Linked DNA regions of Mus musculus: regions 2, 3, 4, 5 and 6 are each linked to region 1. The links are chromatin contacts, called in public HiChIP or PLAC-seq maps. All regions are on one chromosome and are shown on one strand. The core of a region is the stretch at or near the end of the contact, and the rest is flanking DNA. Distances in the headings are between cores, read along the strand shown.

Region 1 (4,684 bases), core at 689-3,188:
TATTTGGTGTTTTTCCTTGGGAAATTAGTCAAACAATTTCTTTACCATTTCACCTACCTGGATAAAAATCTTTGGATTTAGACAGCTTGATAGTGGCTCCAGTTTCTTTTTGCAACTGAACAATTGTCTGTCCTCCCTTCCCAATTATAGATCCAGCAGCATAACTAGGTATGAGAACCTTTAGAAAGTACTGGCCGTCTTCTGAAAAATGTAAAGAAATACATTTGATTAACATGATCATTTTAAACTTTGAATCCCCAACCCACCCTCCAGAGAGAAAACATCAACTAAACCAATGGACGTAGAATTGCAGAAAACAGCACTTTAAAATGCTTAAGGAATGAAAACCACCAATTACACTGAAAAACAAGCATTTACAAAATCTTCCCCAGTTTTCGGGATTCACACGTTCTAACAATTTGCAGTACGATAGAGACTGGGGAGTAAATTCCAGTTGTTACTCCAAACATGAAAGTCTTCCAATTCTGTGGTTACCATGGCAAAATGAAAGAAACTGACCCTTTAACAAAACTTCAGAGATTTAGAACATGACAAACCTTCACTTAACATACTGAAGATGAAAAAAAATCCAACACTGTAAGTAGTGATCCGCTAAATTTGTCTGTCATAGCAAACATAAAAGACTGCAATTAATCACTGGCTATATCCGACTTTAAGTATACAAAACAACCATCTTCCTGCAAAATAGTCCACCCAAACTGTAGGGAGTATTCCAAGCCGTGAGAAACTGCCAAGGGGAAAAAAAGCGTCAATGTGGTGGACTGAGAATCTAAGTAATCCCGATGTATTTCCGCGGCACTTCTAAGTCTACTATGATCTCGGCTAAGCTCATTAATTAAAAGACCTTAAGAAGAATCTTGCCAATACTAAAAAGCTTACGAGTTATTTATTCTAAATACACTCCAAAGTCACCAAATAGATAACGCTCCATCTCCAAAAGAACCATAAAACGGAGACGGGGGCGGGGGGAGGTTCGATGAGCCGTGAAAAAAAAAAAAGAAAAATGAAATGTTTCAGAAAATAAAGCCAACTCCATAAACTTTAGTTTCCGTCAACCTGATCACGTCTTAAATAGGAAACTTCGCGGTAAATCCAGCTCTTTACTGGGAACGAGTATTCCGAATTTTTTGCGATGTGCCACTCACAAGACCCCCATCCATTTCTAATGTATATGCTGGAGATAAATTCACCTCTGCTTCGATGCATTGGATGCATTGTTAAGATGACTCCAGTGCAAATGAAGAAGCGATAGCGGTCCCGTTATAACTCATCTTCCGAGGAAGCGCAGGATGTTAACTAACAAGTCACCGTACCAGACACCCCCCTCGTATGCATACCCTTGAAGACAAATCAATGCGATATTTGTACCGACCATGTAAGTGCGCTCAGGGCATGCACTCATCAAGATTTTGCATACTACTTGTGGCCCAGAGCAAGGGGATGAACAGAGGCAAAAGTCTCCGGTGCCCCCAGCATCTGCAAGCCGCTACCCAAGTGCCATTTATTTATTTATTTGATCAGACTGTTAAATGCAGCGCGCATCTTCAGGCGGCCATCACCTCTCGCGGGGGGCGGCCCTGGGAGCGGACCCTGTCGCCGGGGCCAGCACCGGCTGGGGCGAGCGGGTCGGCTCAGAACCCCGGGTCGCCATCTTGATGAGACGGGGCCGGGGCAGGTGCAGGGGAGGGGGCGCGGGACGGCCGGCGGCAGCGGCCACGGCGCGGGAGGGCGGCGGGGACGGGGCGGGAGGCGGAAGCGATACCCACCGCCCGTGTTGGTCCTCTTGGTGCTGCCGGCTTCAGGGGGCGCTTCAAGCGGCCTTTTCCGCGAGTCCGGCGGGTCCAGATCTATGGGAACCCCCGTATGGGTCCCGTTCTGCTGAATGGGAGCTGCCGCCATCATGCTTGCAGTTCCTGCCGCTGCACCGGGAGAAGCGGCTCCCTTTTGTTTTGGCTTTTTTTTTTTTTTTTCTCGTTTGGGGTTGCTAAGGTTTTTTTTTTTTTTTTCTTTTTTTTTTTTTTTTTTTCTTTAATCGGATCAATAGCAGTCTGAGGCGGCGAGCAGTGTGGCTGATGTGCTCACTGGGGAGGGGGCAGGGCGCGGAGCAGCTGCAGTGCAGTGTCGGCTAGGAGCGGGAATGGAGGGGGTGTGGGAGCCGGAGGGTGAAGAAGGAGAAGAAAGCGGCGGGCAGAGCGGGAGTGAATGAGCGGAGGAGGCGCGGGCGGCCGGGAGGAGGGCGAGTGAATGAGCGGGAGGAGGAGCGGCCGCGGGCGGCCGGAGCGGCGGACCCGGCTAACGCGGCGCTCGCTCCCGCTGCTGCCGCCGCCGCCGCTGCCTGGGCGCGTGTGCCGCCTGCGCTGCTCCGCGCCGCTGCCGCCCGCCCGCGCTCATCGTGTCTCCCGCGCGTGGGGGGCGGCGGGCGGGGGCCGCGAGGGGCCGCGACTCCCACACGCGCCGCGCGGGGCCGGCCTCCGCGCCGGAGTCTCCGCCTGCGGGGCGGCGGGCGCGCGCGGGCTTGGCGGGGGCGCGCGGGCTTGGCGGGGGCGCGGAGCGGGCCGGGGCGCTCCCGCGGGGAGGCGGGGTGAAAGGTCGCGGGGCCCAGGCAACGCCGCTCAGGCAAACGTCAGCGGCTTGCCGCGGAAACCCAGGGGTCCACAAAACGCGCTAGGCGGGGAGGCGGAGCCGTGCGGGGAGTGACGGCAGCAGCAGCCAATGACAGCCGAGCGAGGGAGCCGGGCGGGATCCTGGTCCAGCTGGGACTTGGTGGTGACAGTTTGGGCTAGTCCGGGAAGGGCGTCTGAGTGACCGCGGGGAGGGGTGGACGGCTCAGGCAGGAGACCAGAAACCCAGCTGGGACCCGGAGAGTTCGGCAAAAGGCATTCATTAGCATCTCTGGGAGGCGGTTTTCTAAAGGAGATGTCATCAGAGGATTTCTTTCTCGCACCGTGTGACACTGTCGGGGACTTACTGTGTCTTGGCGCCTTATGTGCTTTCGGGAGCAAGCCAGGATATAAATAAATAAAGCGATATGTGGTCTCCACAGGGACCCGGGAGGCAAACTGAAGAGGCAACAGCTGAGGGTGTACGCAGCTTCACACACTGCACGAAACACAGATGAAGGCATCTGGGCACCCACGACTTACATAGCTTCGGGCGGTTTCAGGATCCTGATCCTCAGCCCTTCCACACTGGAGGGGGCGGGAGGGGGATGCGGGAAGTGTGGCTAAGCTAGCATTATAAAAGACCCTAGAGGTTATCTAGTCCAGTCCTTCTGTAGATAAGGAAAGTGACTCAGGGTATTTTGTTCAAGGTCATGCATCAAGTTAGTATTTTAAGTCCTGATGCTAGGAATCCGGGTTAGTGGAAAAGCCAAAGTCTGAAAAACTGATTTCAAACCCAATCAAGCTGTTCTGACAGTGTGTCATGGAAAAAGCCCTTATGTCAGTCATTAAATGTTTACCACTTTACATACTATCCATTGCATTCGGTACAGTCTATAGTAGTACTGTCCCATCTTGCGACGCTGTATCATTTTGAAGAGACTATTTATCCAAACTCACCTAAAAATAATAACCAGTAAACTACTAATTCAATCCCCGAATCTTTCAGACTGGGCACTATGTCATTCTGAACGCCGACTGCAGAAATTTAGAGACAGGTTCTTTTCTGCTTAAAACAAGGATTGCAACTTGTTGGACTCTCTAGACTCACGCGATCCATAGACGTCATATTTACGGTAAATGTTCTTAGACATACAAAGGCGGGCACGTATTCACCAGGTTTCTAGAATGAAAACGTTCTTTATACTCCCTACCGGAGAACATCACTTAAAAGATGGCTAAGCTAACAATAAAGGGACTCCAGTGTGATTATGTGGGCTTCTAACAAAGAATGTGCTGCATCTGGTTCAAAGAGAGGGAGAAAAATCGATCAGATAGATTGAAAGAAGGAATGGAAAAGAATCTAAACCTTTTCCTGACTCCCTGTCTAGGAAGCATGGGGATTTTGGTTGCTTTCTGCAGCGGTGAACGGCGGATGACTATTAAGGAGGAAGACAACAATGATTAGGGTTAGGCTCAGGGTTCTTCCCAAGTGTGAAAGACTCATTTGTCTCAACTGAAAAATAGCTAAATAAAGGTGGGCTGAAGGCTGAAAGAGAAAGCAGGTAAGTTAACATACGTTAATAATAGTTTATACCCAAACTCCCAAATTCTGATTTGATATGTAACGTAGAAAGAAACCATAATATGCTTCCATGACCAAATTAGAGGATTTATACACAAACCTGGATAAAATTATGGAGCTAAAGTAAAGAAAAACAGTGTTTTGAGTAAATATGTGATAGTCAAGATAACAAAAGTCAGGTCCTAGGTAGTGTGTAATCAAAGTGTCCCATGTTGTGTATAGAATATGTGAGGACATTTTTAAGTGGAAGTTCGGGAGATCTGTTATTTGGCATTAGATTGCCTGGAAGCACTGAAAAGGACAAATGATAAGCAAAGAGAGCTCTAGATATCTTAAATCATTCCAGGACATTTGGTAGAGTGGAGCATTGAACTGGAAGGAAAGCCTAGAATTAGATTTCTTAAAAAGATTTCTGAAGTAGCTTGTAAAGTATTTGTCATTGACTTGTGAAAATGGTCCATCTAAGTTTTATATGCTT
Region 2 (4,684 bases), core at 730-3,229, 480 kb after region 1:
AAACATCTAATAAAAAATTGTAAGGGGAAAAAGAGAACTTATATTTTTAAAAGAAATAGTAATCATCTAATTCTGCTTGAATTACCCTAGTGAGCGTATTTTAATATGCTTTTTGGAGATCCATTAATAAAGTATAAATGTATAGATCTTAATTGTTGTGAGTTATGTGTAAACTATACATAATAAACAAGATGTAGAAAATTCTATATGACCCTAACAGATTTATTAGCACTCATTTTCATTAATCTCCCTCCAACCCTAACTATTGATCTGCTTTTGCTCAATAGATCACATTTTCCTATGCACATAAATGGATCAGATGCACTCTTGTATATTTGTTTTGTCATCAGCATATTTTTAAAGTTAATTATATTATCCGTGTTTCAATTACTTGGTCTATACATAGATAATTAATATTCTGATAGGTTTATTGTTAAGGTATTAGTCATCTATACATCGGGGAGAGTCAGTTTTAAGATTGTATTGTCATGAATAAGCTTTCCACAAATATTTATGCAAAAGTATTAACTTTTTATTTACTAATATTTGGACATAGTATAGTTAATGCAGAACATTTGAAGAAACTCTAAAGCTATTCATTTTAATTTTAAAATTTTTATATTTTATGTATATGAGTGTTTCTCTCCATATATTTATGCACACCATGTTTATTATTATAAGTTATTATAAGCCATGATGTATGTGCTGGGAAACAAACCTTAGTCCTCTGTAAGAACAGAAAGTGCTCTAAAGGGCTGAGTCACCTCTTCAACTTGCCTCTTACTTTAGCTTTTTGAAAAATATAAAGTGATTTTTCATGGTATTTCAACATGCCTTTCTACATAAGGTAGCTACAACCATGAAAACATAGAAATAATCTCAGACAAAAAAATCAAAAGAAAACACATGCATGCGCCCATGCACATGCACATGTATGCACAAATGTGCATGTGCGCGCATACACACACACACACACACACACACACACACAAACACACACAAACCACTACCACCATCACCACCACCAGCAGCAATAACAATAAAATAACAGGAATGAATAATCATTGGTTATTGATACCTGTAAATAACATAGGTCTCAATTCCCCAATAAAGACAGAAACCAACAGAATAGATGAGAAGACTTAATAGATCCTTCTGCTGTATCCAAGGATCAAACTCAACATCAGGGTAGACATTACCTCAGTGTAAGTGTCAACACTAGGAAATTCATGGTTGTAGCCATTTTATTTTCTAATAAAATAGACTTTAAATAAAAATCACTTAGAAGGGGTAGGGAAAGATATTGCATAATCGTCAAAGGGAAAATCCACCATGCTGATATTTCAATTCTTTTTTTTTTCCTTAGATTTTGTAACAAACTCCATTTACCATATCCAGGGATCCACCCCATAATCAGCATCCAAATGCTGACACCATTGCATACACTAGCAAGATTTTATCAATTCTTTTTTAAATGAATTATTTTTGAGTTTATCTCAGAGATCACTGATGGAGCACAAAGATTATTTGATCCAGAATAACCACGGTTATGGTATTTTATCACAGCAACAGAAAAATGTAACTGATACAGAGATTAAATGTCTTTTTGGCCAATTTGTTGGTAGCTTTAAATACCAGACATTTAGAACATGTCTAGTATTTTACTAGGTATCTGTACTTTACACAGATATACATTATTTTACCTGTGGTTTATGACAACTTAAAGGGTAACAATGATATATGCATGGGATTATAACTTGCTTTTCTTCACTGTTTTCTAATAAACTGCTCAAAACTAAATAAAGATTAATTATCATTTTCAATCCAAATTCTTAACATCTATGCCCCAAACACAGACACCCAATTTTATGAAAGAAACACTCCTTGACCGGATGGAGAGAGGTTCACAAAGACTGCCCTCCCCCTAAACTTCCCCACTCTCTCACTATCGTAGTGCCTCCCTATCTTGCCCTGATACTTGATGTACCCCAGTCTCCCACAGCAGCATAGACTTCCCACTCTACTAGTGACCTTGGAGACTAGGATAAGTGCTGCCTGCCTGCCTACTAAACAGTCTTACTCTTGGCCTTTACCATATTATCCTCAGCCCTAGATCTTTCTTGTAGCCATACCATAAGCTCTAACTAGGTGGAGACTAGCCAGCAGCAGAGATTCCTAGCTCTACTTGAAACCTGGCAGACTGGGAGATAGAAGAAGCCCAGCTTGGCTACCTGCTCCCACCAACTTTCCAATTCTTTCACTCTCTCTACATGCTCCTACCTTATCCCTAGTCTCTTGGTCCTCTACTGACTGTGACTCGCTATACTGCTATACTACTAGAGACCTTGCAGACTGGGAGTAGTTTAAGTAGGCTGCCTCCTAAATTCTCCCATTATCTCACTATTTTAGAGACTCTGGCCATATCCTCCAGTTGCACACTCTCCTAGTTGCCATGTCCCAGACAGCAACTGGGACAAAGACACCCTACTCTATACAAAAGTAGCCTCACTAGAAGTTCAGGTAGGCTGCCTGCCTATCATGCTCTGCTAATCTCTCAGTGTCTATTACCTGTCTGTGTGCACCCAGTAGGCTTTCTTCAGCCTCTACCCGGGATGGAGACTCACCAGTCTACAAGAGAACACACAGATTGGGAAAATCTCAGGCACACTGACCAGAAGATCAGAGAGGAAACAAAACAAAATAACAAAATATCCATCCAACAAAAATATACTCAGAAATGTATACCTAGACCTTCAATCACCACAAACCCAGACATCTTGAGCCCAACATAAGAATGCCAGAAGAAATAGTCAGTTATAATGACACCATCAGAAACCAGCTATCCTAATAGAGCAAACTCAGAGTATCCAACATAACAGAAGCATAAGAAAATCCCTTTCAAACCTACTTTGTGAAGATGATAGAGATTCTTAAGCAAATCTCTTAAGGAAATGTAGGGAAACATAAACAAAAAATTGTAGTACATGTATAAAGCCCTTAAAGAAAGCCTAGAAAAAAACCCAAATAAATGGTTAAAGGAAAGTGTTCGAGACATGAAAATGGATATAGAATCAACTTTTAAAAAACTGGGGAGATGAAAAATCTAGGTACAGGAAAAGGAACCACAGATCCTACTATTATCAGCAGAATACAAAAGATGGGAGTCAAACCTTAGGCATTAAAGATACAATGGAAGAAATAGATAAATCAGTCAAAAAAATGTTAAGACTAAGAAGTTTCTGACATTAAACATAGAGAAAATCTGAGATGCAATGAAAAAGCCAAGCATAAGAATAGTTAAAAATAGAAGGAGGAGGAAGAAGAGAAGGAGGAAGAAGAGGTGGAAGAAGAAGAGGAGGAGCTCTCAACTTAAGTACTAGGAAGATATTTTAATAAAATCATAGAATAATATTTCCTAACCTAAAGATGGATGTGTCTATAAATGTGCGAGAAACTTACAGAACACCAAATAGATGAGAGCAAAATAGAAAGTCCTCATACCACATAATAACCAAAACACTAAACATAGAGAACAAAAAGGTGGCAATGGTAAAATGCCAAGTAACATATGAATTTAGACCTATTAGAATTACACCTCATTTCCTAAAGGAGATTCTAAAATGGAAAAGTGTCTGGACAGAAGTCCTGCAGACTCTAAGAGAGTACAGATATTAGCCAACACTATTGTACTCAACAAAAGCCTCAAGCACCACAAAAGGAGAAAACTTGATATTCCAAGACAAAGTAAATTCAAACAATATTTACCCACAAAGCCAGCCTTACAGATCTAAAGGGAAAATTCCAACCAAAGTTATTAAGTATACTCATGATAACAGGTAATAAATATCTCATACCAGCCAAAAACAAAAGAAGGGAAGTATACACACACACACACACACACATATATACTCACACAGAGACAGACACATGCACACATACACACACTCATGTATCCCACACAGTCTCAACACCCCCCCCCAAAACTACCATCGCCAATGACAAAATACAATTAGAAATTTAAAATGATTAAACATTGATATTTCTTAATATTAATGGATTTACTCTCCTAGTAAAAAAGTCACAGGCTAACAGAATGGATACAAAAATAGGTCTATCCTTCTGCTGCATATAAGCAACAGACACCAACACTGAAGATACACATTACCTACGAGTTAAGTGTTAAAAAAGACTTTCTAAGTAAATGGACCCAGGAAGCAAACTAGTGAAGCCTTTGTAATATTTAACAGAATAGACTTACAACCATTATTAATCAAAAGAGATGGGGAATTGAATTACTTCATACTTATCAGAGAAAACATCTATTAAGATGACACTTCAGTTGTGAACAACTCTGTCCCAAATGCAAGGGCACCCACATTCATAAGAGAAACATTACTAAAGCATAAATCACACATTTAATCTCATATATTAATAGTAGAAGACTTCATCACCCCATTCTCACCAATGGTAAGGTCATCCAGACAGAAACTAAACAGAAATATTGGAAGTAACAGATATTATGGCTCTAATGGACTTAACAAATATCTATAGTACATTTCACCCAAACCCAAAAGAATATACCTTTTTCTCAGCACCTCAAGGAATATGCTCCAAAATAGACCACATACTCACTCATAAGGTCTCAAAACATACAAGAAAATTAAAATAATCCCTGTATCTTATC
Region 3 (4,684 bases), core at 689-3,188, 460 kb after region 1:
TCCTGTGTAGTACTGATGCATTGAGTAAGAGTACTTAGAAAGGTGCTGTCCGGTTCTTTTTCGTCCCCATGTTCAGCATCCTTTCTTCCTTTAGGATGTTAGAGATACTCAGGGAAAGTTGATCTCATTCTCTATACTCAAGCTCAAGCTGAGAATTTGTGCATAGTTTCCATTTACACAGAAATGTAATTTACAGTGGATTTGTTTCCTTAGATTTTGTGGTTTCCTATGGCTAAAAGGAGTTTCTATGACATGCCTTTTGGAGAGGGTGCTTCTACTTTCTATAACTTGTCTCAAAAAAAGAAATGAAATGAAAATTTAAAAAGAGGTGGGAGAGAGAAGGGCAAGAAAGGGTCAAAGAGACTCTGTTATTGAGAAGGTTGTAAGCTCTTTGTGCTTTATTCTACAATTTTCTAGGTCCGAACAATCTGCAGTTTGGTTTAATAAAGAGGAATTTCTGTTCTGCCATTGTTTTCACCATACATAGGGAACAAACTGTTGTCACTTACTATTATGAAATGCAAAGCCTTGGTGTATTAACAGAGTCTGAATGACGTTTTAGCCTCAGTGCAACCATAAGTTCAATCTCAGGTCTAAAGATAGACATTCCGTGATGAGCAGAACAGCACTTAGCTGATCTTCCTTACAATTTTGGGTGCCTGGTAGCACAGGCAGAATAGGAGTGAGTTAGAAGTCATCATCTACTGTTTATCATACTGCTGTGTGGGATAGTAGACAGCATCTCTATATAGCTCATTTCCTGTATTTTATTCTGCCATTATTCAGAAATGATAATGAGTCTGGGAAGCATGGTTTGACATTGCGAGAAAGAACCTGGCTTCTAGCATTGCAAATTATTTGCCCACATTATTATCCTAAGTTGACTGTAGATAATTCTATAAGATCTATAAATATTATCATGTATTTATATTCTATATTTCCAGAAGGTCTCAAGTAAAACACAATAAAATTTTTTCATTTTCATGTTTGTCTATAAATTTTCTCACAAGTAATAAACTATGGGATACCTAAAAGTATATTTGTGATTTTTTTCTTGAATCATTTTAATGCATTCACTCTCTAAGATCAGTGTACATAAAGACCCACAGATGGAATATTCATAGGAAAGTCATGAGGTATCTTATGAAGAAAATATGTAGAAATTAGAAGATACCACTATTCATTGTATAACTTTCTGAAGATGTTTACCATCCCCACAAATTTTCTCAAATTCAAACAAGAAATTTCCTAAAAATAAAAAAAATTGTATTTGGCATCTCTTAGAGTCATTTATTAAGTCACAGAAAAATTGTATTTTACGTTTCTGTTTCCTTACTAGAAATTACAGACTGTCACATTGAATACTTGTGAATGAAATATACTGCTTATTTAAAGGTTTAAGCTTTCCATTGTTAATTGGGTAGTCATAATCAAATATATGAAGTAGTAAATGATAGCAAATGTACATAATTTTCGTATTCACTGTTTAGACATATCCAGTTTTATATAGTTTTGCTCATGTGTACCTAGTTATAAAATATTAACAATATCAATTTTGTATTTTCTCAAAACCTCCATTGAAGGGGAGATGAAACGATGGTATGAATATTTTCATTCTTGAGAGAAAAGAGGAAAAGGACTCAAAAATAATTTTCATGACAAGGAAGTTCCCTTTTTATTTACATTCAGTTTATATTTGGCTCCTCATTAGCATATGCCTTTATGCCTTTATTTATCTTTTCATTAGCAGCGGATCATAGCACCCTACAAAGAGACAGACAGACATTGTAAGCTTTCTTGCACACAATAGGTTGGAGGACAGAGTTGTCTTGTTTATACAACTTTGGGCTTTTTTGACATCGCTGAGGAGTGATAGAGACCCTCACAGAAAGCAAGTCTGAATTGATGACTTTGGCTTGATGAATGGGCCATTCATCCAGAGCTTCCTTTAGATGGGCAAACAGTCTTAGACCTGTGTGTGAACTACTCTTCAGGCAGCTGGGGAAGAGGTCAAGTCAATGCCATTCTTTTCCTGAAAGTCCTTTCTGTTCTAGGCACTGGAGTCTTTCAAAGCAGTGAGAAGTATCCACAGATGACTCAGCCCATGCACAGGTGCTAGATGGATTCAGTGCTGTACGTGGGCTCACAGCCTACACAGATCATCAAGGAGATGTTAAGAAATTCTAGCCCCAAATAAAAAACAAAGACAGGATTCTCTGCCTTTCAGTTCTTTTTCTATAATTCTCTTAAAGCATGAATTCTTTTTTTCTAAATTTTAATAGTTAACCTGCCTAAGATCCTGGTTATTGACGGATTTGTCTCTGCCATATGCTAAACTAAGTTTTTGAAGGTTTACTGTCCTAATCTATAAAACTGAGGTCAAAATCCAAACCCATAGTGATTTTTCCAGGATCAAAGTGATAGCACACTTAAAAATTTATAAAATCTCTGGACATAGAATGAAAGCCTTCAAAATACAAACCAGAGATTCTGCTCAGCTGTATGATTTGTTTTCATCTTTAATTGCTTGCGATAGATAAATTATTAAAAATAAAATTCTAACAGCTTACCTACTATGACTATATAAAAACGAGAATTCTATTGACCAAATTTAGGGAAAAAGAAATCAATAACTTATGCCAGAAGTTTCTGAATTAGGTGTCTCCACAGGGATATAGCATCAGGTAGTAGAACTTTCTCATCAGTGCCCACATTGAATCAGAGTTTTCTAGTTCCCTGTGAGTTATTACGGGGAAGTAATCACAGCAAACCGAACCAGATTTCTAGATCCCCTCGTGGGGGCAGATAACCATTTAAAGAATGGAATAAAGTCTTTGCTTTGTGGGAACTCACAGGCTGTTTTCAGAAATCAGTAGGGAGAAAATATAAAACAATTTCAGCAATAGTTGAAATGCTGTTGATATCTTTAAGAGATATTCTTCATTTTTATTTTGTATAGTTATTATTAACAATCGATGGTATTCAGACACAATCAATTTTATACAACCTCAATCAAACAATGGCTAAAGTCTCTATTTCAAGTTATTTTGAATAAAACTACAGGCAACTATTTTATTGTAGGTTAGGGTTTATCCTTTAAATATTAAATTTAATATTTCCTAATTTTCACCTGCATCACAAAAACAGAATAAAATTTAATTTTCTTTCACACATATGTAAGATACTTTTACAGACAGTAAGACTTCAATATATTGTACACAGTCAAGATGGTGTGTTTAATCTGCATCATGATATTTACTATAAGTTAAAACTGGGATCCAAATCAATGTAGTGTAAGTGGATGTTGTAAAGATTTGTAGCACTAACTTGTCTACATATCATAGTGCCCAAATCCTTAAACTTATTGTGAGTCAATTTTTGTTCCTATTTTCCTTCCTTCCTTCCTTCCTTCCTTCCTTCCTTCCTTCCTTTCTTTCTTTCTTTCTTTCTTTCTTTCTTGTCATAGTCTGGTAGCGTTTGTTACAAATAGCTCTTAAGTTACTTCCAGCATTGATTGTGGTCATGTCTCTATAAATCTTGAGGAGAACACTCCAGTACTTTTCCAGGCATCATAATGAAAATTGCCTTTTAATTACTTCCCAAGAACACATTGTTCTTGACTTTTTTTGCAATATTCTCAGTCTCAGTGTAGGAAGAGAGAAGGCTAGATGCTTTGTGGATAGTTTAACGTTCAAGTTAGGGTGTATTTAAGGTATAGCTTATGGTGAAATTTGCTTATAATTTAAGTGCTTCAATGGCTCTATCATAGAAATAAAAGTATAAGTAAGAAAATGAACCATCCTGAAAATAGATTTTGTTGGTTACTACTTTTCAGAATTGGCTATCAAATCACAGGCCAATATTTGCAAACTATTCACTAATGAAGGCGTTTCCTATCTCAGGAACTTCAGTTTTCTTTGGAGAAATATTTATCATTGAGCCTTATAAAAGCTGCTTAGTATTCTTATATGTGTTGAAGTATTTGGAGTAACTTGCAATTTTATCTCTGATTAAAACTGCAGTAAACATTTGCATACACACAAAAAAACAATGGGAATTAGATTCAAATCAAAATATAAATGATCGGTAATGACATCCGAGCTCAGAGATGACTGAAATGTATGAAAGAATAGTGCTTGAAGAGGTGCCCTGTTCCTGAAGGTTTTGGACAGAAGTTTTCAGTCAAACAAAAGAATGGACAGATTATCTGAGACAAAGACATCCCATGATGCCAGAAATAAGTGACTACATTGCAGAACAAGTCATTAAATTGCATAGTCCCTAGGAAAATGTGTGCTGGCATGTGGTGTGTGTGTGTGTGTGTGTGTGTGTGTGTGTGTGTGCATGTGAATTGTTTTGGTATGCTTGTGTATGCATGCACTTAAATACAATTTGTAAAGCCAAGCTGGAGAGTTAAGATTTATATAAAAGGAATTAAGAAATCATGAAGAGTTATTAAAGGAACCCTAGTCTGCTAATATTATTGAAAATGATTTGATGTTGTTATAAATTTTCATATCTTGATCCCAAACAATTATTTCTAAGGATTTGCCCTAATTGATCAAAATTGAAACAGAAAAATATATTTTAAAGTGAGTCTTCTACATTAGTACTAACAGCACCGGGAAACTGAATTTCACATACATGTGGTTAGGTCTAAGGTAATGAATTACAGCTCCTGTTG
Region 4 (4,684 bases), core at 1,357-3,856, 450 kb before region 1:
CACACTGAAAGTAATTTAGTAGATAGTGTAGAGGAATCTTAGAGATCACCATCTCTGAACAAGGTCAAATGACTCGAGTAACATTCAAGTTAAATATCGTTTGATATCTCTTTCACCAAAATAATTGCTTATAATTGTCTTATTTATTGCTATACTGTTCATTTTTAATATACTTTTCAGAGATTTCCCCCAGGGACATTTTTATAAGAAACAGTAATGAGTGCTTTTCTAAAATCTCTGGAGTTTATGTGCAGAATACGTAAATTTAAACTTTTCCTTGCTGTGTCTTCAATCTAAAGACAGTAGCTGTGAGACATATTAGCCAGAGGGTGTTTTGTTTCTCTCTTGCTAGTTCTTTATCTTCTGTTTCCTATTAGGCTAACACACAAATTCTGAAACTTTGGTTCTGTTTTCCAAAAGCCCGGTGGTGCTTTGGAGAGCACTGGAGAGAGACAAAGAGACTTGGCTGACAAACCTCACATAGCACCAAGGCTATCTGCCCATCCTCCTGCAATTTACCTTTAAATTGGCTTTAGGAAGTTTTAGTCTAAGTTTCCACAATGTAGTTAGTGGCAGCAGAGGTACCATATGTGTGATTTGTGCTTGTACCTCTTTCCCAATTCCATCTGTTTTTAATATATTCTCTTGATAAAAATTTATCCCTTCTCTCCAGTCAGGCTTTTGCCTGATTTGATAGAGTCCCTCTGGCTCATGTTGAAATTGAAATGTATGATATCTTATTGTTTGCCTATATTCCCAGCTGTCCAGGCACTGAGTTTATTTTTATAAATGAAATATTGAAAATAAACATAAAGCTTCGGGGATGCACTTTCATAGAACAGGATCAGCATTGCAGCATTAACACGGTCAACACAAGACCAGAAACTTCTCCATCTCAGGTGTCAGATGGGTGGCTTTCTCTGAACCTATCTCCAAGGACAGTTTTCTCATTCCAGGTACTTTCAATAGGCTCAAGGCAGCACATCATTAGCGTGGTGAAATCACAGCAGAATTATGCAGAAGAAAACATAGTCCAGGTTAGACTTGGACTTTGATACAGGCTCTCCCTTTTATAAGTCCTTTGACATTGGGAAGTATTTAAAGCCATGTGAACCTATTCATTCTGAATGTCTTTTTGTGTATATATGTGAATATATTTGTCTTTTCATATGTGCCCTTGTGTATGTACATGCACATGGGCATGTACACATGTGTGACCATGTATATAGAAGCCCAAGGCTAGCCTCATGAGACTTCTTTAATCATTCCCCACCTTGCTTATTGGGAAAGGATCTTTCAGTTGAGCTCTGAGCTCCCCGATATAGTAGTCTGGTTAGTAGAGTTTCTCCAGGAATCCTCCATCTCCACTTTCCAAGTGCTGGGATAAGAAGTGGGCCACTATGATTATCTAGAATTTATGAGTGTGTGTGCTGAGGATCCAAACTCCAGGACCCAAACTGGCTAGGCGTATGCTTTATCCATCTTCTCGGCCCCAAACCTAAATTTTCTCATCTAAATTTCAGTGCAATGATTTTTCATTGAGTTGTGATAAACACTAAACTAAGTAACCCATTGACAAGATCTTACTAAGTTATAAACAATCTCATAGACCCTTGGCCTACACTGGTGAACAAGATACTGTCTCTGGGTTCATCAGGTGCAATCCAGGGGAAGGGAAATCCATGCATCTAGAGAGTCATCAGTGATGTAAGCAAAGCATGTGGAAGCAGACAAGAGAAATAACAGTCTTGTGGAATTAGGAGGACCTGCTGAATACAAACAGCCATATGTTACCTGATAAAAGCTCAAAAAGTAATATCCTTATGTGTTAGATACAACATGGCAGTTCATTAAGCAACTTTTTTCCTTGGCATCCCCTTCTTCCATATTTCCAGAACTCCTCCAATAAGATACTACTGAAATGGACACCATTCATTGGTTTGAGAGAGCTTACCCTCATGGAGTGACAGTGTTAGGGATCAGGGGTGCATGTAAACAGGAGTGGACATAGATCTCTGGAACCCCAAATGTCTTAGCCATTTACTACACAGCGCATAAGTGGGTTTTCTGGGTGCCTCAGGACATGGTCCAAAAGACCGTATTTGAGAGCCATCCCAGGAAGCACATGTAACTTGACTTCAAGAGCCAACAGAGACGGCATTCTGTTCTTTATTAATAATTTTCTCTAATTGAATAATAGTTTTAAAGACTCAATATTAAAACGGCAGTGTCCTAGACTCTGTTGCTCTTCTGGCAAACAACGGGAACATTTAGCCATACTCTATAAACTTGCTCATTCTGGAAGACAGTATTAAAAATGAAGCTTGTGATTATTTTTTTGTAGTGCCTGGATTTTATTTTATTTTATAGCTGCAGCCACAAAGAGAAAGATTCTGCTGCTTTCTTTTGGGGGCACACCTATTCTGATTTCCTAGGCATATTAATTTGCTGCAGAAGGTAATTTTTATTTTTTAGAATTAATTGAGCTGAAAGATGGACTCATGACAGCCCACCCCCTCAGTGGCAAGCACAGAAGCTGGGGACAGACGGCCATTCAACTTTACTAGCCTGACATCCTGCAGAATCAATGGCATGTCAGCCACAAAGACGGCCGCCTGTGCTCATACCCATTTGCAAGTTGGCTGGGTGCCCAATCACAAATTGGGATGCCAGTTCCACTAGGGCACAAGTGTCAACAAAAGATCACTTCAGACAAAAAGCCTGCTTCTATTTCCAAAAGCCATGAGTTTAGAAAGAAATGAAGGTAAAACTTTAAGATGGTTCATGCCACACTGCTGACAAATGAGTATTTACATTCTGTTGCATCCTCGGCCTCAAGAGACATTTTATTTAATAACAATGCAATCTTCTCTACCTTTCAAATTTGACTTTCAATTTCTGCATTTCAAATGAGGCAGAAAGGATACGGTATGCCAAGCCTGAAAGTCACTAGAAATGCCCATTTCCTTTATTTCTTTCTGTTACATGCATTAGCAATGGAAAGAGTACGTAGTACTCTGGGACAAGGTCTCCAGACACTAATTGAAATGGTGATACTGCACCAAAAAAAATGCAAATATATCTATAATGTTCAATTGATTCAGCAAATGCCATTACATGTCAGACACCCAGTAGGGACTGGCCTCATTGTGTGCAGTCCTTTCCCTTCATTGAGCCCACATACCACCAACATGAAGTCAGTCCCAGTAAAGGATGGTGAGAACCATTTTATTAATCTCACAATCTGAATATTCTTAAAATCTTTCTACCGACCATGCGATAAATCCAAACAGTATAGTAAAAGAGAAGATTTGTCACATTCTAGCTTAATGATCGTTTTCATAAATGCTCTCATAATTCGCATGGGTTTGCACAGAAGCTCAGTTGTCTTGTTTTGCTTTGTTTTGTTTTCTGGTGTTTGCCATCATTGCTTTGAACTCTTCCCATCTGCTTTTCATTATCCTCTCTCTAGCTATTGAAATACTTAACATTTTGGTAAAAGATTTCTTCAATTCTTTTTTTAAAGTTGTACTCTGAATTATTTCAAATTTAAATCGAAAAGAAGACATTCTTATCCCAATGGCATTGTGAAGTATTGAGATAAGCTACAAAGGCACATTTTCCTGGCATGACACTGTTAAACCTGTCTTCCCAGACCCTTCATCCTCCTCAGCCAGGCTTTTTACTTCCCTACAGAACCCCCTCTCCCTTCATTCCACACAGGTTCCTTGGAGGTGACAGTCTATGAAAATACTTGGCACAGTTCTGACACATATCTTGAGATCAGAAAAAGCTAACTGCTCTCTCCCAGTTTTCTTTTCTTCCCCTTTCCTCTATTATGATCATCTTCAATTTCCATTAAAATGATTGAGTTGGTCCCTACATTTTTAATGAATTGTTGAATAATACAACTTCTATGGCAATTAAAGTCTCAAGAAAGGCATGAATTAAGTGTTACAAATGTTCTGAGGAAGGGCCAGTATAGATAAAGTCAGCTCAGAAAGGTTACGTGACTTTCCCAAGATTAAAACCTAGTCAGTTGTGAGGAGAGAACTCATCTCTTCCCAGTCTCTCCTCACTATGGAGTACCGTGACACATATCCAATGCAAGCATTAATATATAGACGAGGAAACTGAGACTCAAAAAGATTAAGTGGCTTTCCCAAGACTCTGTCAGTCAGTTATTAAGAAAATCTAATCTACTAAATCATTTCCCACAAAAGAGGAATTAGAGAAGATGGAGGAAGACGAGAAGCAGAATGACTACCTATTCTATGCCACAACTATTCTCAGCATTTGAGTCTCAGGGGTAAGGAGTACGCACAGGGAACATGATTCTGGTGAGGAATCGGGTGGTCAGACAGATTGCACAGTGTGAAGATGAGAGAAATCCTAAGCTTTGGGGACTAGAAATGGCACAACAAATACACAGCAGGGATAGTGTCAGCTTCACTAACTGATGCTTTAGAGGACAACATGGTGAAGTGAGTGGTTGAAAGAAAAATACACCCCGGCTAGAGGGAAGTCACTACAAAACATAGCAGTAGCTTTCTCTGATCAAGATTATTTCATTGTATGAAAGTATTATGTATTTCCCTGTTGTCTGGCTGATGGACACATTGAATGCTTCCAGCTTAGCCACTGTTACAAATAACACAGTTGGGATAGTTATATATTTTTATGG
Region 5 (4,684 bases), core at 998-3,497, 420 kb before region 1:
AGAAACCAAGGTCCAAAGAGGCCAATGGCATGCTGAATCAGAGCCAGAATTAGAAGTAAAACCTAGCTCCTGGTTCTCAGTCCTTCCACCATGCCTTATTATGAGTGCAGGTCCCTACCTACCTGCCTCCATGGAACAGCAATAGAGGGGAAAAAAACATCTACGATAGGTATGCTGGAATAGGATATTCAAGGAGGCAGAAATGATGAGACAGGAGCCATCCTACATAGTGTATCTTTCTGCTTCCATGAGACTTCCTGATAGGTCTCTGGTGTCAAAACTCTATGAAAACACCTTGCTCCATTTTTTAGATCTCTGTGGGATTTGTGGTGGGCTGAGGTTCAGGGAGCACTCACCTGGCCGGATTCAGAGCAGAGTCCTGTGTTTGAAAAGAAAGCCAGCAATGGGTGTGGGCTTCCACCCTTCCCACTCAGGAACTAAGGATGGGAGTGTGACCCCCATAGCCAATGTTGAGAAACATGCCCTAAGATTCATTACCTGTAGAAGTGTCTGTGTTTGTTTCTTTCAAACCTGCACGATTGACAGAATTTCTCTCTCTCTCTCTCTCTCTCTCTCTCTCTCTCTCTCTCTCTCTCTCTCTCTCTCTCTCTTTCTCTCTCTCTCTCTCTTTCTTTCTTTCTTTTTTGAATTTTTTCGAGACAGGGTTTCTCTGTGTAGCCCTGGCTGTTCTGGCACTCACTTTGTAGACCAGGCTGGCCTCGAACTCAGAAATCCGCCTGCCTCTGCCTCCCAAGTGCTGGGATTAAAGGCGTGCGCCACCATGCCCGCCCTCTTTTTTCTTTCATGTGCACAAAAGAAATTCACAGGGACATTGCTTTGGTCTGTGGAATACTTGAAGATCCTAATTCTGCCTTTAGGCAGCTTCATGAGATTTCTTAATTTACTTTTAGTATATAAGTTCTGCTTAGTAGGGAACAAAGGACTGATGATCAGCTCATGAGAACAAGATATTTTCAGAGACCAAGAGCCAGCCAATTGAGGATCTCCTCAACCTTCACAAGAAGAGTAATCCAAGGTCTGATAGTAGACGCTCCCAGAAGCAAGGAAAGGACATGAAGGACCCAGAAACCTGAAGAAAGATGCCATACAAGACTGCTTCAGGAATTTCAGAACGTATTTTATGCTGTTTGTGTGCTTAGATGATGTGTTTGTTTGTTTAGTTATTGTCTGCCACAACTCACATGTGAACATCAAAAAATTAGTTCTTTCTTTACATTGCCTGTGTGTACAAGGGAGGGAATCTCAGGCATTCAGACTTGGTGACAAGCACCTTTACTCGTGAGCCACCTGACTAGATCTCTCCTGTTGTACCCATTTGAATAATTAAAAAAAAAAAAGATTGAGGGTATGGATGGCGGAGGCTCTTCCTTCTGATTAGGAACCATTGTGAGGATTTTTATCTTGTCAGGGAGACAGTATGCTCTGCTTCAGGTACAGCATAATAATACAGATAATCTCGTTCAGTTTGCTCCTTTGCCTGCTTCTGTTGCAGTCACGTTTATTCAAAAACATGTGATTTGATTGTAAGGTCCTTGTCATGGGGCTTCTAGAAGTCCTCAGAGGAATACACACAATTCTACCAACTGGAAACGTTAGCTCTGAAATGGATGTATGGAGTGAGCAATGCATTATTTGAGAAATAATCTGAACTAGCTAGCAGACTCCTTACCACAAAGGAAAAATACAGGAGTAGGCGTCTAATCAGTGGACTGTTCTGAAAATGAAAATCAGCTAAGCCACTCTTGAGAGGCAGACCTGGAGCACAAACAATGAGGTGCTCCGCAATGCGAACCGCGCCATGTGGCGCCGCTGGGCTACTGCGGTCAGAAGCACGCACAGATAACCGGCCGTGTGAAGGTTTGCTTTTGCTTTTGTTTTATTCTTTTGTAACATCCTCACGCCCCTTCATGCTTAGTGACCGGGAGTCATCCTTATGGAGAGATCTCTCTTTTACAAAGGCCCCAGCAAGCTGAGAAAACTCCCCCTAGAACTCCGGGCGGGCGTGCGCAGCACCGTGCAACTCCATTTAGTTTGTCCTTCAAAGTCCGGAGAATAATTATTCCATAATTCTTTCACCTGATTAATTCTTAACTATGAGCATAATTACACTCTGTAGAAGGTAAATCGGTTGTATAAATCAGTGATCGCTGACAGTTCGTGGTGCGCAGCTCTCGGCGCGCGCAAGGGAGGGGGGCGTAAGGGCGGGTCCAGCCTGGGTAGATAGGTCAAGGCGGCTGCCCAGGGACACCAGCTTCCCGCACCCTGGGAAGGAAGGAACTACTATGTCTCCAGGTCTCCCCAGCCCTGGCTGCAGTCAGGTATGTGGACTAGGAACCTCACTGATGCCTGTCCTGCCCTCGCCTGAGAGAACAGCATCCAAGCGTCTGCCGCTGCTGCCAGGGCTGCTGCCAGACTCCTCACTTCTCACTGCATTAAGCACATTTTAAAGAAAAAATGGGAACCAAAATAAACAATTCAGTCATTAAAGATATGAGATTCTGTGTGTGAGAGAGGTTCTCTCTCTCTCTCTCTCTCTCTCTCTCTCTCTCTCTCTCTCTGTGTGTGTGTGTGTGTGTGTGTGTGTGTGTGTGTGTGTGTGTGACTAAGCAAACCCATAAGATTTTAAAATTCTATTTATAATTGCTTTAGAGACTTGCTTTGTTTTGGAGCCAGTCTTCTGCAGACTAGTTTTGAACTCATCCCTTCCTGCCTAACCCTCTACTAATGCTGGGATCCCAACTCTGAACTACTAGGTACCACTTGATTTTTCTAAAGTATTTAATGTCCCCACCCCCTTTACTTCCTAAACACATCAAATTGAACAAGAACTTTATAAAGCATTAAAACAATCAATTTGTCCCATTTCCCAAATACCTTTTTTAAAAAATCTTAAACTCTATTTACAAATTGGCAATGTCCTGTTTTCCATTAAAGCTACCCCAATGCTCTTATTGTTAAAGTTTCTGAGATATGTTATTTCATAATTTCTTTCACCAATTAAATGCATGGCCTGGTGAGCTCCCACATTCTCTTGAATGCCCAAACGGAATGTAGAGCTAGTCAATTATAAATGAATATAACCAAAAATTAACCAATTACACCTTGTGAAAATTACATAATTTACCTGGTAGTGTCATAGGACCCATCTTTCTAAAGGTAATATTTGAAGTATTAAATATATTCAGATTTTCTTTTGAAGAAGGAAGTGACTGTGAAGCCTGTACAGTCCTGGGGAGCATCGAGCTGTTGCCTGATTTTTCAGCCAGTTTAATTTGAGTCACACTCAAACTGCTGCTGTATTCACTTGTGTCAATATGACACTGTGCCACTGTTGTGTGTGGCTAAACTGCAAACATCTCCAGGACTTTGCTCAGAAAGACAGCTTGGCCTGTTGACAGTTTCTTTTCCCTTATAGAAGCAGCATTCAGGGAGGGTGAGAGATGCTAACCGCTCACCTAAGTATCCAGCCACCCTTCCCAACCACGTGTATACAATCCTGCCATGGTCTTGGGAGGGGATCAAGAGCATATAGCAGGAGAAGGATGAGGAGAGAGTTTCTTCAATGAAGCCATCATCCCTCATGGGTCCAGACCTTCTAATGTAGCTGCCACATCTGCTCCCATCTGAAACCCCTCACCCACTGCTCTGGAAGTAAGCCTATTAGATTCATTGTTTCCTCTGAGTGAACTTTGGTGGAATCACACCTTTGCTTGTGGTTGAAATCTTAGCACTAGGGGTAGACACTGTTTGCAGCTCTATCAGCAAGTCAATGAACCTTGAGTATCCCAAAAGGTTAAGTCCAGATACTCAAATGACTTACACAAAATACTGTATCTAATTACACCCTGTGAACATATACTTTTAATCACCTCTAAGTTATAATACCCAAAGCAATGGAAGTGCTATGAAATTATCTGGTGTCCTGTAATATAAATATATGTTATGTTTAAGATGTTAAATAATCGTCAAGTCTCAGCATGAAGAGGGGTTCTGAGAGAAGGGGTGTCTGGGAGCCATGAAAAGAATGACTCAAAGTCAAACTGTGGATCCAGGCTGACAACCTGTGTTCTGCTTGATACAGCTTTTCCAGTCTGCTTCTCTCTATGTTCTGCTTTCTCTCTGGAGATTTCTCTGCCTAAGTTCTGCGTGCTTACTATTCTAAGAGATCTCTCTCTGTTCATGCCCTGCTTCTTTGAGTGTGTGTGTGTGTGTGTGTGTGTGTGTGTGTGTGTGTATCTGTCTGTCTCTGTGTGTGTATCTATCTGTCTCTGTGCGTGTATCTGTCTGTGTATCTGTCTCTATCTCTCTGTCTCTGTCTCTGCATGTGTGTGTGTTTGTGTGCCTGTGTGTTTGTGTGTGTGTGTGCATCTGTCTGTCTCTGTGTGTGTCTGTCTGTGTGTGTATCTGCCTGTCTGTCTGTCTGTGTATCTGTCTCTATCTCTATATCTCTCTGTCTCTGTCTGTCCCTGTGTCTGTGTGCCTGTGTGTTTGTGTGTGTATGTGTGTGCCTGTGTGTTTGTGTGTGTGTGTGTTCTCACAGCAGTTCTCTCTTTTTACCCTGACAAATTCTCTGGATAGCTCATCTCCAGCAGAACACAGGTCCAGTCTTTTATTTTACATATCAATCCACTCATTTACTCAAATTATTAAAAGTCAGCAAGCA
Region 6 (4,684 bases), core at 1,625-4,124, 400 kb after region 1:
CAGAAAGGAACTGCTTTAGAGGAAAAGTGAGGAAAGTCACAGTATCAGAAGAACAAAAGCATACTTGGGTTATGACCCATGTCTAAAACAAAGAGACAAAAGCTAAAGGAAATGTTGCGCTAGAAAGATGCGTAGATTCCAGATGAACCTGTTGGTAGCTTGATTATAAGGGGTGGGAGGTGAAGAAGAAGAAGTATGCTATCTCACTAAGGGATAATTATTCTGCTCATCTCCTTAGCATGGCTCAGGGTAAGCATATTTTTCTAGAGGCATTCATTCCCTTGTCCTGATGACTGACCCCACCCAGCTGACATGTTTGGTGTCCCTGCAGGCCAGAGAGTCTATTCTGTTGACTTGAATGACTATTTTCCTTCAGTGGAAACTTATTGTCATTCTAACATTCCTAAGTCCAAAGAGGAAACTGTAAAATCCTTCAGGAACCAGATCAGGGATCAGAGCCTCAAACACTTTCTGTATCTCCACTCTGGCAAGCACACAGCTTCCAAGAAGCCCAAGGATATTTCTGGCTTTTTGAAAAAAAGAAGATGGTTATTTTCTTTGGGTTATTTTCACCCTAAATGGCCTAGGTAGTTTCTAAGCCTCATCATCCTCTCCTACAGAGAGGGCACCCTGTGTGCTATTATGGGATGTAGGATGGTTCTTCCTGCTTCCAGCGGAATGGGAAAGCAGGGTGTGACAATCAGGACATACCTCCAGTGGTTATATCTGAAGTTCTATTGAAAGAAAGTCCTTGACTGGGGTCTGGAAAGAAAGGTAGGGAGATGTAAGGTTAAGAGTTATTACCATTACAAGACCCAGATAGAGAACTAAGATACTAGAACACAAGAATGTTTAAATGTACAATCAAACTCCATTGGAATCCCCTGCTGGTTTCTTAAGAACCTCTATCTATTGAACTCCTCCTTAATTTGTAAAACTTCCATAGCTCAACTTGAGAAAGATGAATCTGGGATCTATTTACTTTAAGGCACTTCAAGTGACTAAAATTAGTATATAGTGTCCCATAAATGACATATATATATATATATATATATATATATATATATATATATATAACCATCATTCAAATATTGAGTTAAAATAATAGCCTTTTGTTTGCAAGTAGGTGTGCTAGTGTTTAAATGAGGGACAGTCATGATGTCTTCCATCTGAGCAGTATAATCAAGAAGAGCATTATTAGTGAAAAGTAGCTGTCTTGATAACATCACATACAGATTTAAGCCTAGTGTCTTCAGATTGTATCCTTTAAATTGTTATAAAAATCAATCATGTTAGTGCTTGCCACACTTTTCTACTGAGTGTTTATGATGATATTATCAACCAAAATTAATTTTTCTTTCATTTTCAAGACTAGTAGAGTCCAGGAGTTGCTTTGTCCTGGGGAGGGGGGTCATCTGGCTTCTCTAAGAAGAATTTAAAATGAAATGCATTTTTGTAAATAACTACCCAGTTGCTCCAACATCATTTGTTGACAAAACTTACGACTATCCAGTGAATTTCCTCTGCCATTGCCAGAAGTCAGGTTGCTGTGTTTGTAAAGATCTATTTTTTGACTCTTGCTTTGTCTCATTGATCTGTGTATCTACTTTTCTTCAATAGCACAGTATCTTGATTACTGTGAAAATAATTTAAGTCCCGTGATCAAAGAATGCCTGTCCTCTGACTTCATTATTTCCAACATTGCTTTTTATTGTTCTTAAAACTTTTCAGCAAGGTTTTAAAATTAGTACAAGGGTGCATATTTTGTGTGTGTGTGATTTAATATAATTTAGCTGACTTCAGAAACAAATGATCTGCAATGAAAAGATCATCCAGTTTCAGTGAGCAGAAAAGAAACCTGAGCCATTACTGAGATTGAAATATTAAAGCATAGTACCTTACCAAAGTGACTTTTATTTTTAATAATATTTTCTGAGATTATTTGATAAATACATAATTTTCCTCTTCCCTTTCCTCCCTGGAAACTCTCCCATATACTTCCCCTCCGCTGATATCTTTCAAATTCATGGCTAGCAATCTTAAGCATTAGGATGCATCCCAGAAAATTAATTATGTAAATATTTCTGGAAATGTAAAAATGTTGTTTGGAAAATGAAAATTATGAAATATTTTTAGTTAGTATAAAAATACCCTATTAATCACAGGACTAGATGAACATCCTAATTTTTTTTTTTTTTAAATATTGTGAAGTCATGGGGAACTTCTGTGTCTAAGAAGGCAGGAAGGAGGAAGAAAGATCAGGACATCCAGTGAACTAGCTGAAGGAAAAGTACTAGCCAATGAACATGCCAAATCAAACAGGCATTTAAGGTCAGTAAACGGCTTGGGGAACATTGTGCAAAGTAGTATGTTTCCTTTTACTGCCCCCTGGAGACTGTAAACAAACAAGTGTTCTTTACAAGGTCATTCGGGAAAGAGAAAGGGTTTTTATGACTAGAAGAAACATTTAAATGATGTATATTTCCTCTTCTTTTTGAGTTCTTAACCCTAAGTGGGTTCTAGAAATCACTGTCACTTTTTATTTTTCTGGATGTCCCCGTGCTTTGTCCCTGAGCTGGCTTACTATAATGGCCAGCACATCCAAAGCAGATTTGCAAACGGAGCTTCTCTGGGGCTCTAAGAGGAGGAAGAGGACACTTTAAGTTTGCAAATACAGTAAATCTCTCTGCACACTATGTGCATGTTCACATATCTTTTTACGTATTCAATAAAGACATACCTTTTGTTTAGTAATCTTTCCATATGATTTATGAACCATGTATTTTGCTTTTCCAATAAGCATCCTATTAAGCATACAACTATTTCCAGGCACTTGGTAACCTCCTCTTGTTTTATTCAGATTTCTTTCTTTGTGTTGAAAAAAATTAATTGAAAAGCAGGGTTGTATGAACAGCTAGCTCACACTGCCACACACTGCTTGTTTCTATCAAAAAGGAAGGGTTTTTTTTTTTTTTTTTTTTTCCAACTTAAAGCAAAGAGCAACATGTCATCTCGGAATTGTTACTTGGCATTCTTCCACAGAAAAGGATTTCTGCTTCCTTTGCAAGACCGATTCTCTCCAGTTCACAGACAATCCGGTGCTGAAATATGTGAGGCTCCCACCCTTTTGAGGTCAAAGCAAAGGTAAAGAATGAGACCACGGTGTAGGAAAGAAAATTGTGTTACCTTTCAGCAAATAAAAAGTTCAGTCTCAATTTCATGTTGAAGTATGAAGCACAGTCCCTGAAGAAACAGCCAGCCTGGGTCGTTAGGGGAGGATTTGTAACTGTGTAGGTAGGAAACTTTCCTATCTGTGAAAGACACTGTGAAACACCTTCTGGGAAGAGCCTGGGATAACAGCAGCCAGAGCTATAAAAATAAATAGAGAGGCTTAATTTGAGAACTTTTATACTTTTCTTCTAGAACAACTCCATTATTTTTAATACAGACAAAGGTTGTGTCGAGTTTGTGATGCAGGAAATGGATAGTTAACAGTTCAGCTCATCATGTCAAGCGGATCCTTACAGCTTCACCGTCTCCTCTCTCTCTGTTCCCTCTTGCCCTGTACTTTTTCATTTTGATGAGAGCTCGTTCCCTTAACTGGTGAAGCAAGTATTTGTCCTTCAAGTCCAATAAGCTCCAACTGCCATTAATCACAAATTTCTTTGGTTAAGTTTTTAAAAAGTCTAATATAGAAAAGATAACACGCATGCATTTTTTTTGTTATCCTCTTAAAAAGACTCAGTGTCACAGTGAAGACACCTTAATGTGAGAATCCCACGTGATTGAACAAAGCCAATAACTGAGCTCCAGTTATCATATTTTTTCAAGTATATTTATTTATTGTAAAGTCATCAAGCCTCATGTGTGTGTGTATTAAGTCAAGTAAATTACTTCATGAATGACCTTAATTCTCTTGTTTGTGAATGACACGCTCCTACTGGTAGATTTCAAAGATTTAAATGCCGAGCACAATTTAGCATGTGCAATGTCTCCTACATTTGTACAAAGAAATTATTTTACAGTTAAAATTTCTGGCTCTGTGTTAAGGCATGCGATGAGGCTGTAATTGAGAAGCCAGGCTATAAAGCAAATCATGAACTACTATAGTTGGATCTAGCCATGCTAGGCTTGTCTCTGCTGTCTATAGAACCACTTTCCAGTATAGATCCCCTCCGTGACTTCAAGGATGGTACATAGCTGAAGTGGTTCAAAAAGGATTTGAATATCTAAGTACTTGTAATAGTCCCTGTAAAATTTGAAGAAAAAAAAAAACGCAGGTTTAGATCATTAAATACAGAGGATAAAATACTAACGGTAAAGGCATGTGGTTTCTAGCTTATGAGTTCAGTGCCATATGAGGAGACAAACTGACACAGGAAGAAAACACATCAAGGATATTTTGTGCACCTTAGAATATGTAGAAATTAAGACCAATAAGATTTTTGTTTGGTTGGTTTTTTTTATTGGTTATTTTATTTATTTACATTTCAAATGTTATCCCCCTTCCTAGTTTCCCCTCTTCAAAACTTCTATTCTATTCCCTCCCTAAGCCCTGATTGTATGAGGATGCTCCTCCATCCACAAACCCACTCTGACCTCACCATCCTAGCATTCCTCTGCACTGGAGCATCAAACTTCTGCAGGACTAATGGCCACCCTTCCCATTGATGCCAGACAAGGC

What was found. HiChIP or PLAC-seq counts read pairs in DNA pulled down with a chosen protein or histone mark.
Region 2: a contact with region 1 is called in an H3K4me3 HiChIP or PLAC-seq map of the SCID.adh cell line, with 13 read pairs. The contact joins the enhancer-like site here to the promoter of Nova1 in region 1. A contact is called at or near these places in 4 of 484 Hi-C or Micro-C datasets (cerebellar granule neurons, neural stem cells, uterus and 1 more) and 10 of 115 datasets of contacts at active chromatin or transcription factors (the SCID.adh cell line, differentiating embryonic stem cells, embryonic forebrain and 6 more).
Region 3: an H3K4me3 HiChIP or PLAC-seq map of neural progenitor cells shows a contact between it and region 1, with 10 times the contacts expected there. The contact joins the enhancer-like site here to the promoter of Nova1 in region 1. A contact is called at or near these places in 2 of 484 Hi-C or Micro-C datasets (neural progenitor cells and stem cell-derived motor neurons), 9 of 115 datasets of contacts at active chromatin or transcription factors (the SCID.adh cell line, embryonic stem cells, neural progenitor cells and 3 more) and 2 of 9 other capture datasets (adipose tissue and pancreatic islet).
Region 4: a contact with region 1 is called in an H3K4me3 HiChIP or PLAC-seq map of neural progenitor cells, with 20 read pairs. The contact joins the enhancer-like site here to the promoter of Nova1 in region 1. A contact is called at or near these places in 2 of 484 Hi-C or Micro-C datasets (the N1E-115 cell line and cerebellum) and 4 of 115 datasets of contacts at active chromatin or transcription factors (embryonic hindbrain, neural progenitor cells, neural tube and 1 more).
Region 5: an H3K4me3 HiChIP or PLAC-seq map of forebrain shows a contact between it and region 1, with 4 times the contacts expected there. The contact joins the enhancer-like site here to the promoter of Nova1 in region 1. A contact is called at or near these places in 4 of 484 Hi-C or Micro-C datasets (adipose-derived mesenchymal stem cells, cerebellar granule neurons, cerebellum and 1 more) and 5 of 115 datasets of contacts at active chromatin or transcription factors (astrocytes, embryonic forebrain, forebrain and 2 more).
Region 6: a contact with region 1 is called in an H3K4me3 HiChIP or PLAC-seq map of the SCID.adh cell line, with 4 times the contacts expected there. The contact joins the enhancer-like site here to the promoter of Nova1 in region 1. A contact is called at or near these places in 2 of 39 promoter capture datasets (the 3T3-L1 cell line and hippocampal neurons), 5 of 484 Hi-C or Micro-C datasets (cerebellar granule neurons, cerebellum, cerebral cortex and 1 more), 5 of 115 datasets of contacts at active chromatin or transcription factors (the SCID.adh cell line, fibro-adipogenic progenitors, neural progenitor cells and 2 more) and 1 of 9 other capture datasets (adipose tissue).

Annotation. Positions count from the first base shown.
Region 1 is chr12:46,816,829-46,821,512 of GRCm38.p6, forward strand. Nova1 (NOVA alternative splicing regulator 1) reads right to left here and starts at 1,939. Exons shown (of 5, transcript NM_021361.2): 1 at 1,788-1,939; 2 at 58-201. The coding sequence starts at 1,923.
Region 2 is chr12:47,293,507-47,298,190 of GRCm38.p6, forward strand. No RefSeq gene overlaps it. Among named protein-coding and RNA genes, the nearest start is that of Nova1, 480 kb to the left of the region's middle. Within about 2 kb of position 1,980, at least 1 of the 459 cell types and tissues checked has an H3K27ac peak or open chromatin away from gene starts, as enhancers often do. A contact at or near this core is called in the SCID.adh cell line, where this site is marked.
Region 3 is chr12:47,274,158-47,278,841 of GRCm38.p6, forward strand. No RefSeq gene overlaps it. Among named protein-coding and RNA genes, the nearest start is that of Nova1, 460 kb to the left of the region's middle. Within about 2 kb of position 1,939, at least 15 of the 459 cell types and tissues checked have an H3K27ac peak or open chromatin away from gene starts, as enhancers often do. A contact at or near this core is called in the SCID.adh cell line, neural progenitor cells, neural stem cells and 2 more, where this site is marked.
Region 4 is chr12:46,369,330-46,374,013 of GRCm38.p6, forward strand. No RefSeq gene overlaps it. Among named protein-coding and RNA genes, the nearest start is that of Gm40416, 170 kb to the left of the region's middle. Within about 2 kb of position 2,607, at least 10 of the 459 cell types and tissues checked have an H3K27ac peak or open chromatin away from gene starts, as enhancers often do. A contact at or near this core is called in neural progenitor cells, where this site is marked.
Region 5 is chr12:46,397,489-46,402,172 of GRCm38.p6, forward strand. No RefSeq gene overlaps it. Among named protein-coding and RNA genes, the nearest start is that of Gm40416, 190 kb to the left of the region's middle. Within about 2 kb of position 2,248, at least 87 of the 459 cell types and tissues checked have an H3K27ac peak or open chromatin away from gene starts, as enhancers often do. A contact at or near this core is called in cerebellar granule neurons, cerebellum, cerebral cortex and 3 more, where this site is marked.
Region 6 is chr12:47,217,182-47,221,865 of GRCm38.p6, forward strand. No RefSeq gene overlaps it. Among named protein-coding and RNA genes, the nearest start is that of Nova1, 400 kb to the left of the region's middle. Within about 2 kb of position 2,875, at least 8 of the 459 cell types and tissues checked have an H3K27ac peak or open chromatin away from gene starts, as enhancers often do. A contact at or near this core is called in the SCID.adh cell line, adipose tissue and fibro-adipogenic progenitors, where this site is marked.